2 separate regions of the Callithrix jacchus genome follow, and region 2 is linked to region 1. A link is a contact called in public Hi-C data. All regions are on one chromosome and are shown on one strand. The core of a region is the stretch at or near the end of the contact, and the rest is flanking DNA. Distances in the headings are between cores, read along the strand shown.

Region 1 (5,512 bases), core at 2,996-5,495:
TATGATCTTTTCGTTTAAAATGCTGTTAATTCCTGTATTTTGTTTTAGCTCCAGAATTTGAACTATACAATCCCTCCAGGCCCAGCATGAGATTGTAAGGGCCAAATTTGGAGAAATATTAATTCAGATCCTCCAAATTAAGGATGGGCACGAAGATGCCTGTGTTAACAAAATGCTTGTGTTTTATATAGCTAATTGCTATGAACCAGATTACAGTAGCTCAATGCACAGAATTTATAAATAAGTCAATTTTGTAATCTTGGCTTTCGGCTTTTGGCTCTTAAGTTGCTTAAAAGAGCGTTTAAGGTTAATGAGTGCCTGCTCGCTTTCATTCCATTTGGCCTAGAATATTTAATTGGCTGTAAGTCTTTTGACTCTAAGTCCCTTGGCCACAGGGGTCCTACTGAGGGAATCCCGAGAAAGAGCTACTGCACATTCCACGTCCATTTGATTTGATGACCGTCCAAATGGAAAGGGAACGACCTGGGCCTCTGGCCTACCATGTGCACAAGCGTAACAGTCACTTTTATGTAAAGTGTGAGTGGAATATTTAATCCATTCCAACAAGGCATTTGCATCCATATTTCAATGGCTATGGTTTGCCTTAGATCCTCTACTTCTCTCAGTGAGACTTTGGTTTTGTCATTGTGTCTATGAGGAGTGATTGATAAAGAGGCTGAAGGAGCAATACAGTACATTTCAAAAATTTCTTTAGGATCCTTTCTTGAAATATCAGCTCCAAACCTTAAGTTTGATAAGAAACATTTACAAAGGCAGGGACTGGTGGCCCACACCTGGAATCCCAGCACTTTGGGAAGCCAAGGTGGGTAGATCACCTGAGGTCAGGAGTTTGAGAACAGCCTAGCTAACATGTTGAAATCCTGTCTCTACTAAAAATACAAAAATTAGCCAGTCATGATAGCACACACCTGTAGTTCCAGCTACTTGGGAGGCTGATGGGGGAGGATTGCTTGAACCTGGGAGGCCAAGGTTGCAGTAAGCCAAGATCATGCCATTGCACTCCAGCCTGGGTGACAGAGTGAGACTCCATCTCAAAAAAAAAAAAAAAAAAAAAATGGTCCTCTGACTGCCCAAGGAGATTTAGGGCTCTCTTAGCATCAGTGTGCTGGTATAATTCCCATGGCAGGATCCATCCTAAGCCTTCTGAGGTAGCCACAGAACTGCAGAGAGAGGACCCACTCACTCTGTCCAGCAGTAGGACTTGTCACCATTCATACAAACACCACCACATTCACACACACATTTAAACTTTCAGAAGCTGACCACCAAGGAAGTACTTTGTCACCCCTTTGTAACGTTTCCTACCTTGGCTCATGCACAAGACTGCCTGGTCGAGGCCCCTGGTCACCACGGTTTGGAATCTCTTTCCCCTGCATTGCTGAGAATCCAGGTTTATTCCTTGAACCAGTTAGGTCCCAGCTCTCTACCCCAAAGGCCACTGCAAAGAGGTGGCGGGGGGGGGCCTTCTCACAAGAGAGGACTGGAGACCACTCCAGAGGGGAATGGCAATGTTGGACAAGCCCCCAAACTGTTATATGTGAATTTTTGGTGCTGCAAAAGAAGTAGCACTGTCACATAAATTTAATTTTCTCAGCAAGGCAACTTTACTTTCTGCAGAAAGGGTGCTCCCATTAGCCATCTTGCCATGAGAGGACACTGAACAAAGGAGGCAGGGCATTTATATCTAATGCATCTGCCCTACTGCTCTGTCCTGATTCCACCGGCTGGAACTGGACCTCACAGTCTAGGCCGCCCCCAGTTGGCTAACAACTTAACAACTTTTCTAAAGAGGTAAAGGCAGAGGAGAACAAAGGAAAAGAGGAAATAACTTAATGCTTAGAGAAGCAATACCATTTCCAAATAAGAAAGGGAAAAAGCTATGCCCTAAGACTTGCCTGGGCTTGTCCAGGAGTGTCAGGGCAAGCATCCAGGTTAAAGCATAAGAACTAAGAACCTGGGATACAGTTATTTGCTTCTTATGACAACAGCTGCTTTAAGATTTTTAGCAAAGGCTTTAAAGTAAATTAACCTTTGAAGAAACCATTATTTATTCATAATGAACTAAGAGGAAAGCTTTGAAGAGGAACTTTTTAATTATTCTCATTTACTACAGTGAGACTCTGTCTAAAAAAGAAAAAGAAAGAAAGAAACATTTACAATCTATTTTCTCTGAAGCCTGCTACCTGGCTTCAGAGGCTTCATCTGCACCATCCCTTATCTTAATCCAGGCACTTCTTTCTATTGATTCCATGTCTTTAAGTAAACTTTCAACCAATTACCAATCAGAAAATATTCGAATCCACCTGTGTATTACTGGAAGCCCCTCTCTGAGTTGTCCTGCTTTTCTGGACTGACTGAACCAATGTACTTCTTTATATGTACTGATTGATGCCTTCTGTATCCCTGCCACATATAAGACCAAGCTGTAGCCTGACCACCTTGGGCACACGTTCTCAGATCTCCTGGGGCTATGTTACAGGTCATGGTCACTCATCTTTGGCTTAGAATAAATCTCAAATATTTGAGAGTTTGATTCTTTTCGTTGACACTCATGCAGCAGACTACTGCCATCATCCAGGCTACACACTATTAAACAGAAAAACCCTAGACACATTTATATTTTAACTGAGTGTATTTGAACAAAACAAAGCAGATTCCTGAAAGGGGCAACCCTCCAAACCAGAGCAGGTCAGAGCACTCAGGAACATGATCTGACAGCAGAAGTGTATTTTAGGGACAGCTGATTGATCAGAGCTTCATTGCTTAACGGGTTAGTAGTCCCCTGCCATTAACTAAAGCTCAGTTACTGTGGTTAAACTCCTTATTGGTTTGGTCTGGTAGGTATAGTTCAGGGTTTGACTCTGTTATCAGAAAGTGGTTCCAGACCCCGAGAGAGTTTTTGGACCTTATGCAAGAAAGTATTCTGGGTGAGTCCAAAAGTGAAAGCAAATTTATTAAGAAAGTAAGGGAATAAAAGAATGGCTACTCCATAGGCAGAGCAGTGGCACTGGCTGCCTGACTGAGTATACTTACAGTTATCTCTTGATTACAGGCTAAATAACGAGAGGAGTATTCATGAGTTTTCCAGGAAAGGGGTTGCCAATTCCTGGAACGGAGGGTTCTTCCCCTTTCCAGACCATAGGAAGTAATTTCCTGACATTGCCATAGCATTTGTAAACTGTCATGGCACTGGTGGGACTTTCAGTATGCTAATACATGATATTCAGCAAATAATGAGCAGTGAGGACTTTCGTGGCCATCCTGGTTTTGGTGGGCTTTGGGCTGGTTTCTTTGCTGTGTCGTTTTATCAGTGGGGGGGTTCTGTGACCTGCATCTTGTGGCCATTGGCTATTTTATCCTGTAACTAAGAATGCCTAACCTCCTAGGAATGCAGCCCAGTAGGTCTCACCCTCATTTTACCCAGCCCCTATTCAAGATGGAATCACTCTGGTTTAAAGGCCTCTGACATGTTGAGCCATCCTCCCACCTGTAGTCCCAAGGAGCCGGGACTACAGGTGCCCACCACCATCCCCTGCTAATTTTTCAAACAATTTTTGGTAAAGAAGGGGGGTTCTCATTATGTTATGTTGCCCAGGCTGGTCTCGAACTCCTGGGCTCAAATGATCCTCCCATCTTGGACTCCCAGAGTGCTGGGATCACAAGCGAGCCACCATGCCTGGCCCCACGAGTTTCCTTTGGCACCATGAGAGTGGCTTCAAACAGGGTGGCAGTAGAGGTGAGAGGCCTCAGCCACAAGAGGAGCACGGGTGGGAGAGAGAGGTCAGGACGCCTTCCAGGGGTTTGGGCCTCAACGCGGGAGTGATGGAGCTGCCATGACCTGAGACGGTTGAAGGCGGCTGGGCCTCTCGGTGTGCTTGGTTTGGGGTTCAGGGCAGAGGTCGCCCTGGAGCAGAAAGGCACCTGATTGCTACACTGTGGGCACTTAGGGGGCCTCGCCACTCCACCTGCCGGCAAAATCATTTTCTATAACGACACATGCGTAAAAAAGGGCCGATAAACACAAACAAGATCCTAAAGCTGACTCATCTCAATTCTTCAACCTGCCTTTCAGCAGAACTCTCGTAGGCCAGAGCTGGGCCAGGCCGGATTGGGAGTCGCGCTTGTCAATCATCTAGAAAGAGGTGTGATTGCGCGAGTTGGGATCCCAATGCCGGCAGCGGCGCGGGAGCGGTCGGGAAACCGGAAACAGCTATTCTTGCCTGTGTTTCCGGCGGTGGCGCGGGGGCCGCCGGGAGTCCGGAATGCAGCCGGATGGCCCTGAATTCTCACTGTGGGGCGTTCCGGACTTGCAGGCGAGGTAAGGTCGACTCCGTCCGGCCCGGGAATGGTCACACGAGCGGAGGCCGGGGCTGCGGTTGCCGGCGCGGCTGTTGTCGCTTTGCTCTCGGCCGCACTCGCGCTGTACGGGCAGCCACTGGACGCAGGTACCCGACCGCTGATCACCGACCTCCTCTGCTGGCTCGCGAAGGGAAGGCGCCGCCGAGGGTCAGCCCACGCGCGGGACCGGGGCGCCGTGTGCCTGCGGGGCTGAGTAGGGAGAGGCGAGAGGCCTCCTGGAAGCCGGCTGGGCGCTGCTGGTGGTGACAGGAGCCCCGCGCGGGGTAACAGAGGGTGGCGCTGGGGCTGGAGCCACCCGCTGTCATAGCGTCCCGGCAGCGGGCGTGAGCTGCGGAGCCCGCGCGGTGGCCGAGGAGCATGGTGCGGAGGGCCGGTAGGAGGACCCTGGGGCGCCGTGGGGGTCGAATCCCAGTTTGCTCTGGCCCCGCTCCCAGTCTGGGAACGATGCTCGCCATCTCCTGGCTTGCTGTGGTCTTGCTATTTTGCCACACGCTGTTTGGGAAAATAGTGTCTTGTGGCCTGGCTAATCCATTACTAACCACAGCTGGAGACGGGGGACCTCCTGGGGCCCTGGGAGGCGGCGGACGTGCTGCCGAGCTGACGGGTTAGCGGGCTGCGCGCCTACAGGAAGCAGGGCCGCGTCTGCATCCCCAGCTGGAAGCTCCAGTGCCACTAGGCAAGTGACAGACGACCCTGCACGTCTTTGGACAATAGGGACCAGATACTGCGACGCCTGGACCTCAGAGAAGGACTCGACCAGCCAGGCCTCCTCCTTCGCTCGCCCCGGGCCACAGTGTGTGTGCGCGCGCGCGCAGGAGGTCCCTTGGGGAGGGAGGCTCACCTGAGTCATCCCCAGAACCCGGAGCGCTGGCCAGATGCCCCCGAGGGCGCTGCCCTGGTCTTGGCTGGTCCTCGGACTCTGAGATGCCTTTTCAAATAGAACGGATTATGTAGGAAGAATTTAAGCAGGAGCTGAGCAAGTGCTCGGAGCCCCATCTTTTCTTAGGGTTTTTCCCTTTCTGTTTGCCTTGTGGGTATTGGTGTATCTAACATCTTTTATACAGGAAGTAGTTCTTGTATTGTGACTCCTCATTTCTCATAAGGAGAGATTGCTGTTATCCACCTTGGTACA
Region 2 (5,536 bases), core at 575-3,074, 200 kb after region 1:
GAGATGAAACCAAGATTGAGGCCAGGTTGGGAAAGTTTAACCTCCCAGCTGGGTGACCAAGCCGGAATAGCACATCCTGGTGCTGGGCATGAGGTCTATGAGAAGGGAAATAGGGGGCACTTAGAGCCCCAAATCCATGAAGGGCACTGGTCTGTTTTAGGAAAGCAACATCCTGGGGCTTCATGGTGTTCCGTGCTCCCTGCTGGGAAGCGCTGGGCTGGCTGGAGGTTTTCACCTCAGGACTGAGGGTCCATCCCCACACTGCCTTGCTGAAGGTGTTGGTGCTTTCTCAACGACCTTGACTTCTCATGTTTGTCTGGTGGAATACGTCAGGGCTGGGGAGACAGTAGTATTAACAGCATATTCTCCTCAACAAAAGCGTTTATTGCATGCATCCATGGCCTCTTTGCAAAGATGGGAACAGCACGTCGACATAACACACAATTTCATGTCTCTGATGATTCAGAAGGCACCTCAGTGCCTCAGGCTCATCATTAGAAGCCATTGATGGCTCTGTAGATGTGGTAGTAAAGTCCAGGTAGCCGAAAGATTGAGTAAGGAAGGATTTGCTGGGAAATGGGGGTCTCCTGCTGCAGTGCTCCCCAGACACCTCTGGAAGTGGCCTCTGCCTGGGGCCTCTCTCCGCTGACAGTGATAACGCAGACGTCCTCGATTCAAAGTTGAAGACTGCCAAAATGTTCCACATCCGAGATAAGCTGGCTTCGCCTTGTTAATTTAGTCCTGCTCTCAAAGAAAAGGAACAGGTCCTTACCCTGGCCCCCGGGGTGACAAGGGCCACAGTCCCTAAAGAGCCTAAAATTCCCAGGATGCTCGCCTTTTGAATCCAGTTAGGGAATATTATTTATAACAGCTGTTTCCCATACTAATTAATTAAGCGAAATAATGGATTTGGAAGTGCTGAGTACCGAGAGTCATGTACAAGCTCGGCCCTATCCTTAGCCTTCCCCATTTAGCGGGGGCCTGAGAACTGGGTAGAATATTTACTTGATGCTTTGAACAAACTCACTGCACTCCCTTAACAGTCCTTTCAGACGGATGTTATAATTTGCTCCATGGTTGCAGATGAGAAAAGTCACTCGGGAAGGTTGAGCCGTTATCCGCTGCCACACAGCTCCAAAGCGCTGGAACTCAGAAGTGAAGCCCATGTTGGTAGAGGGCAGAGCTGCAAACTTGCTCCTGCTGCGGTACTGCCTGGCCGACGCTCACGCACGACGGGGCCACCGCGCTCATGACAGTGCCTGGAGCGGGCGGCCACTCCCAGAGCCCTTCCCTCCACGGCCAAGCCCGCGGAGTGAGCGCCCGGCCTTCGGCGAAGCACAGGGAAGCCCAGCGCCCTCGCCCTGGTCCTTTGATACAGGACGTGAGCTCCCCTGGGCAGAGGCCCCCGCATCCTGGGGCTTTCTGCCAGGCAGGGGCTGGGATTGAGCCACCAGTCAGCACGCGTGAGACCGGGCTCGGGGAGGGCAGCCTCCGTTAGCCCCGCACGCGGGTATCCGCCGCCGGGACCCAGTTCCCCACGGCCTGCCTGCCGCGGTCTGCAAGACTGGAGCACCCCGAGCGCCCTGTGCCCGCGTCTGCCCTGTTTCTTCCCCTCCGCCGCGTGCTCGTGTCAATTCCACTTCCCCAGGGGCTCAGGTCCTCGGCTTCCCAAAGGCCCGTCTGTCCCGCAGCGGCACTTTCCGGCGCGTCTTCCTTCCCCCGCCTCCGCCTCCTGCCCCCCGCCGTCTTCTCGCCGCTCCGCGCGGGCTGTCCCTCCTGCAGACACCGCTCCTGCCCGCGGCGCGCTCGCCGCCTCCTGCCCTGCAAAGCGAGGCCGCTTCCGGACAGACCCGCCGGGGGGCAGATCTCCGGAGCCCGGAGCCCGAGGGGCTGCGGCAGAGCGGGAGGCGGCCCCAGGCTCCGGCGGGAGGAGACCAACTCCCCCCGAGGACGGCGCTGCTGGGGAAGGCGGATGCAGGGGCCGCGACGCACGGACAGGAAGAGCCCTACCGGTGGGGGGAGCTGCGGAGGGGGGCTCGAGAGGGAGGGACAGAGACTCGCCCGACGACGCGCCCCTCACGACGTGGCCCCTACGACGCGCTAACTCAGGACGACGCCCTCAGGACGCGCCCCCCCTTCAGGACGCACCTCCTCACCACGTCCCCCACGGCGCGCCCCCCTCAGGACGCGCCCCTCACCACGTCCCCCACGTCGCGCCCCGCTCAGGACGCGCCCCTCACGACACGCCCCGCTTGGCTTCCGAAGCTCCCCCTCCCGACGCCCCTCTCCTGGCGCTCCCCCGCGAGGCGCCCTCCCACGACTCCCCCTCAGGACCCCCCCCTCACACAACGGCCTTCACACGAGCGACCCTCTGGACAACGTGACCTTCAACCCTCCAGGGTTCGGTTTTGACCTTTGCTTTCCCTCCAGACTTTCCTGCCTCTGGAATCAAAGAGCCGCGGAAAGAAAAAGACTTTAGAGACGGACCCTTGCGGGTGAGGAAACAGAGGCCCAGAGAAATCTACCGACCGACGGAAGTCGCACGGATCGGCAGACCCGGGCCTCGAACACGCAGCCTTGCTGCTTCCCACTCCTGCAGGCGCAACTGCGTGGGGGCTGCGTCCGGAGAGCCAGGCTGGGCAGCTCGGAGCCGCACACGCGCCGTGTGTCGTGGCTTCCGGGCTCGGCGTGCGGGGTCCCCGTCCGCGCTCTCACCAGCGTCGGCTGAGCGGCGTTCTCACGCGGGGCCACCTCTTCGGGAGTCCCCACGGGCTGCTGGCAGAGCTCACCTTCCCTCTGGGACCCCAGTCCTTGCTGGCTGTCGGTGGCTGCCCTCAGTCTGTCTCCAAATGGTCGTTTCCAGGGCGGCCTCTTACTTCTTCAGCCCGCGGGGGCTCTAGAGCAAGTCTGCTGTGGGTGGAGGCCGGGGAACGTGCCCGGATCACGGGAGAGACATGCTGTCCCTCTACCATACGCTGTGTGTCAGGAGCAAGTCACAGGTCCCCCCACATCAAGGAGAAAGGATTCCAGCAAGACAGGAATAGGAGGAGGTGGCGACCCAGGTGCCGCCTGGGCGTCTGTCCAGCACAGGCCCCGATTCCCAGATGAATGCATGCCAGACGCACGCACCGATTCCAAACAGCAGCAGCACGGCCATGTGCTCAACAGTGTTTTTCATTTTATTTTATTCATTAAATGCGAGGCACTGGAAACAGCAGTGAAGCAAAAGAGAAAAATCCCTGCCCTCATGAAGCTTAGATGACATTAGCGCACAGTAAATCCGGGCAGCCATCAGCTGTGCAGCCGGCCCTGCCTTTCTCTCAGTGTCAACAACATGCAAATGCATGGTCGTGATGCTTAATTTTATATGTCAGCGTGGCTGGGCCGGGATGTGTAGTCAAACCTCATTCTGGATGTCCCTGTGAGGATGTTTTTGGGTGAGATGAACATTTAAACCAGTGCACTTTGAGTAAAGCAGATGGCCCTTGCTAGTAGATGGGTCCCCCGGGGTCAGCTGAAGGCCTGAATGGAACAGTGACTGACCTGCCTGAGCAACCACGAGCTGCAGGCTTGGTCTTCCCTGGGTCTCCAGCCTGCCCGCCCACCCTGCAGATCTCAAATTAGCAGCCTCCATAGTCACCTGAGCCAATTCCTTAAAAGTAATCTCTCTCTGTATATACAGATACACATGTCCTGTTGGTTCTGAGTTTTTGTTTCTGGAGAACCTGCTGTTACAGTGGTGTATATGCATTCTATTCAGTGATGGGTAATATAGTCAGAAGCAGCTTTTACTAGTTTCCTTCCAGATATTCAGTGTGTTGATATGCTTTAAACCCTTAATCAATTCTTCAAATCCTGCTAAGTGTGGATGGGGTAAGGTTTGCAGAGGAAAGCCGGCCTAGAGCATTGTTTTGAGTAGGACTTTGTGTCGAAAAGCGGCTTCCATGGAGCAGCATCTGCCCTGTTGCTGCTCATGTCTGAAGCTTTCTTTTCTGTCAGCTTCCTAGGTCTCTGACCTTTCTGGCCTCTGTGTTTTTTGAAATTTCTCCCTCTTCTTTCTCCTAGTCTCAAACCTGTCATCTCCATGTCTCCCTCTTTAACCCCTGGGCCAGCTGCTCTAAGGCTTTGGGCTCCTTGGTACTGTATGATTCACCCCTGCTCTGGGGCTGGGGGGGCCTTGCAGAATTTCCAGAAGAAGTCTCCTGGTAACCAGGTAATTCTTTCAGAAGTAAGCGTGTTTTTGTAACATTATTTATGTCACATCCTGCAAGGGACTTTCCATCAATTCCTTTTGAGAGGCCTGTAGGGTAGGCTTTCAGCACAGTGTGAAGGAAGGGAGGGTGAGTGCTGTTTTTTCATGGACTTGTGACCCTTCTGTGTCCTTGTTGGTGACAAGAGAGGGCAGAGCTTTATTCCTGAGCATCAGGTGACTTTCCCTGTGGTCACAAATGTGTAAGGGGAACAAATATTGCTTTGGGAAGTGTCTAAACACTATTGCAGAAGCAGTAGTCGTGGGGCCTTTGGACCAGCTGGGCATCTTCTAATCAAGGCAGGAGGGGGAATGATGCAAAAACAAGACCGATCTACACTGGAACTTTTCCACTGTCAAATTTACCAAAAACGTGTGGCAGGCTCACTCGCCAAGCCGCATAGCTCTGATTCACAGACAGCCGTGGTGCACGACCAGCAGGAGCCCCATCCTGCACCATTCACCGGATGTTGACTGTGTGGCCATTTCCAGCTCCAAAGACCTTGATCAGCTTACCCAACCACCCTGCCACCTCAGTTCTCTCATCTGCCATCTCTCATCTGCAACCCATGCCAGCAACCGCTTGGAAAGGCAGGGAGCAAAGCCAGTTGTCACCGGAGACAGACCTGTGTGGGACCGCACAGGCCCCCACCATGTGACATTTGCCTTGACAGGATGGTATTGCCACATTTCAGTGTCTGGCCTTAATTTTGTAGGCCCAGAAAGTCAGTAGTTAATACAGAATAATTGATCCAGCACCTAAGAATGGACCCTCAAAGAACTCACAAGAATCTGAGGTGAGGATTAATTTACAGAAAGAACCATAACCACGTGGACAGGACAGAAGTGGCCAGGGCTCCCACGCTCCCTCCCTAGAGGCAGAGCTGCATGCAGGGCCGGGTGATCGTTGTCCTGGGATTGGCGTGTGCTTGCTGGGTGTGAGCTGGGTGTGAGCTCGGTGGAGGTGGGGCTGAGGCTGGACAAGCCTCCCTCTACAAGAGCTGAGGCTTCTGTGGCACTGTGAGGAGGCCCTTATATGCTTGGCAGGTCTCACGAGATTTCCTGCCAGTGGCCTGGCTGGCAGCTCCCGTCCTGTTGCTTCCCACGGCTGTGTGCCCTGATGCCCACAGCGATTAGTAAGGTGCAGCAAGGCAAACCAAGACCATAGGCTTGGAAATGATAAAAATAGCAACCAGCAGCACCAAACCCAAAAGCCCTGGAGGATACCAATTAATCACCTTAAAAATAATCTTCATCAGCCTCTTCTTCCTCTTCCTGTAAATCAAA

The links. A called contact is a pair of places that touch in the nucleus more often than the background predicts.
Region 2: a Hi-C map of induced pluripotent stem cells shows a contact between it and region 1, with 1.9 times the contacts expected there. The contact joins the enhancer-like site here to the promoter of NAXD in region 1. A contact is called at or near these places in 2 of 3 Hi-C or Micro-C datasets (induced pluripotent stem cells and skeletal muscle).

The regions. Positions count from the first base shown.
Region 1 is chr1:26,185,127-26,190,638 of calJac240_pri, forward strand. NAXD (NAD(P)HX dehydratase) reads left to right here and starts at 4,246. Exons shown (of 11, transcript XM_078331552.1): 1 at 4,246-4,466.
Region 2 is chr1:26,385,912-26,391,447 of calJac240_pri, forward strand. No RefSeq gene overlaps it. Among named protein-coding and RNA genes, the nearest start is that of ANKRD10, 99 kb to the right of the region's middle. Within about 2 kb of position 1,825, at least 4 of the 16 cell types and tissues checked have an H3K27ac peak or open chromatin away from gene starts, as enhancers often do. A contact at or near this core is called in skeletal muscle, where this site is marked.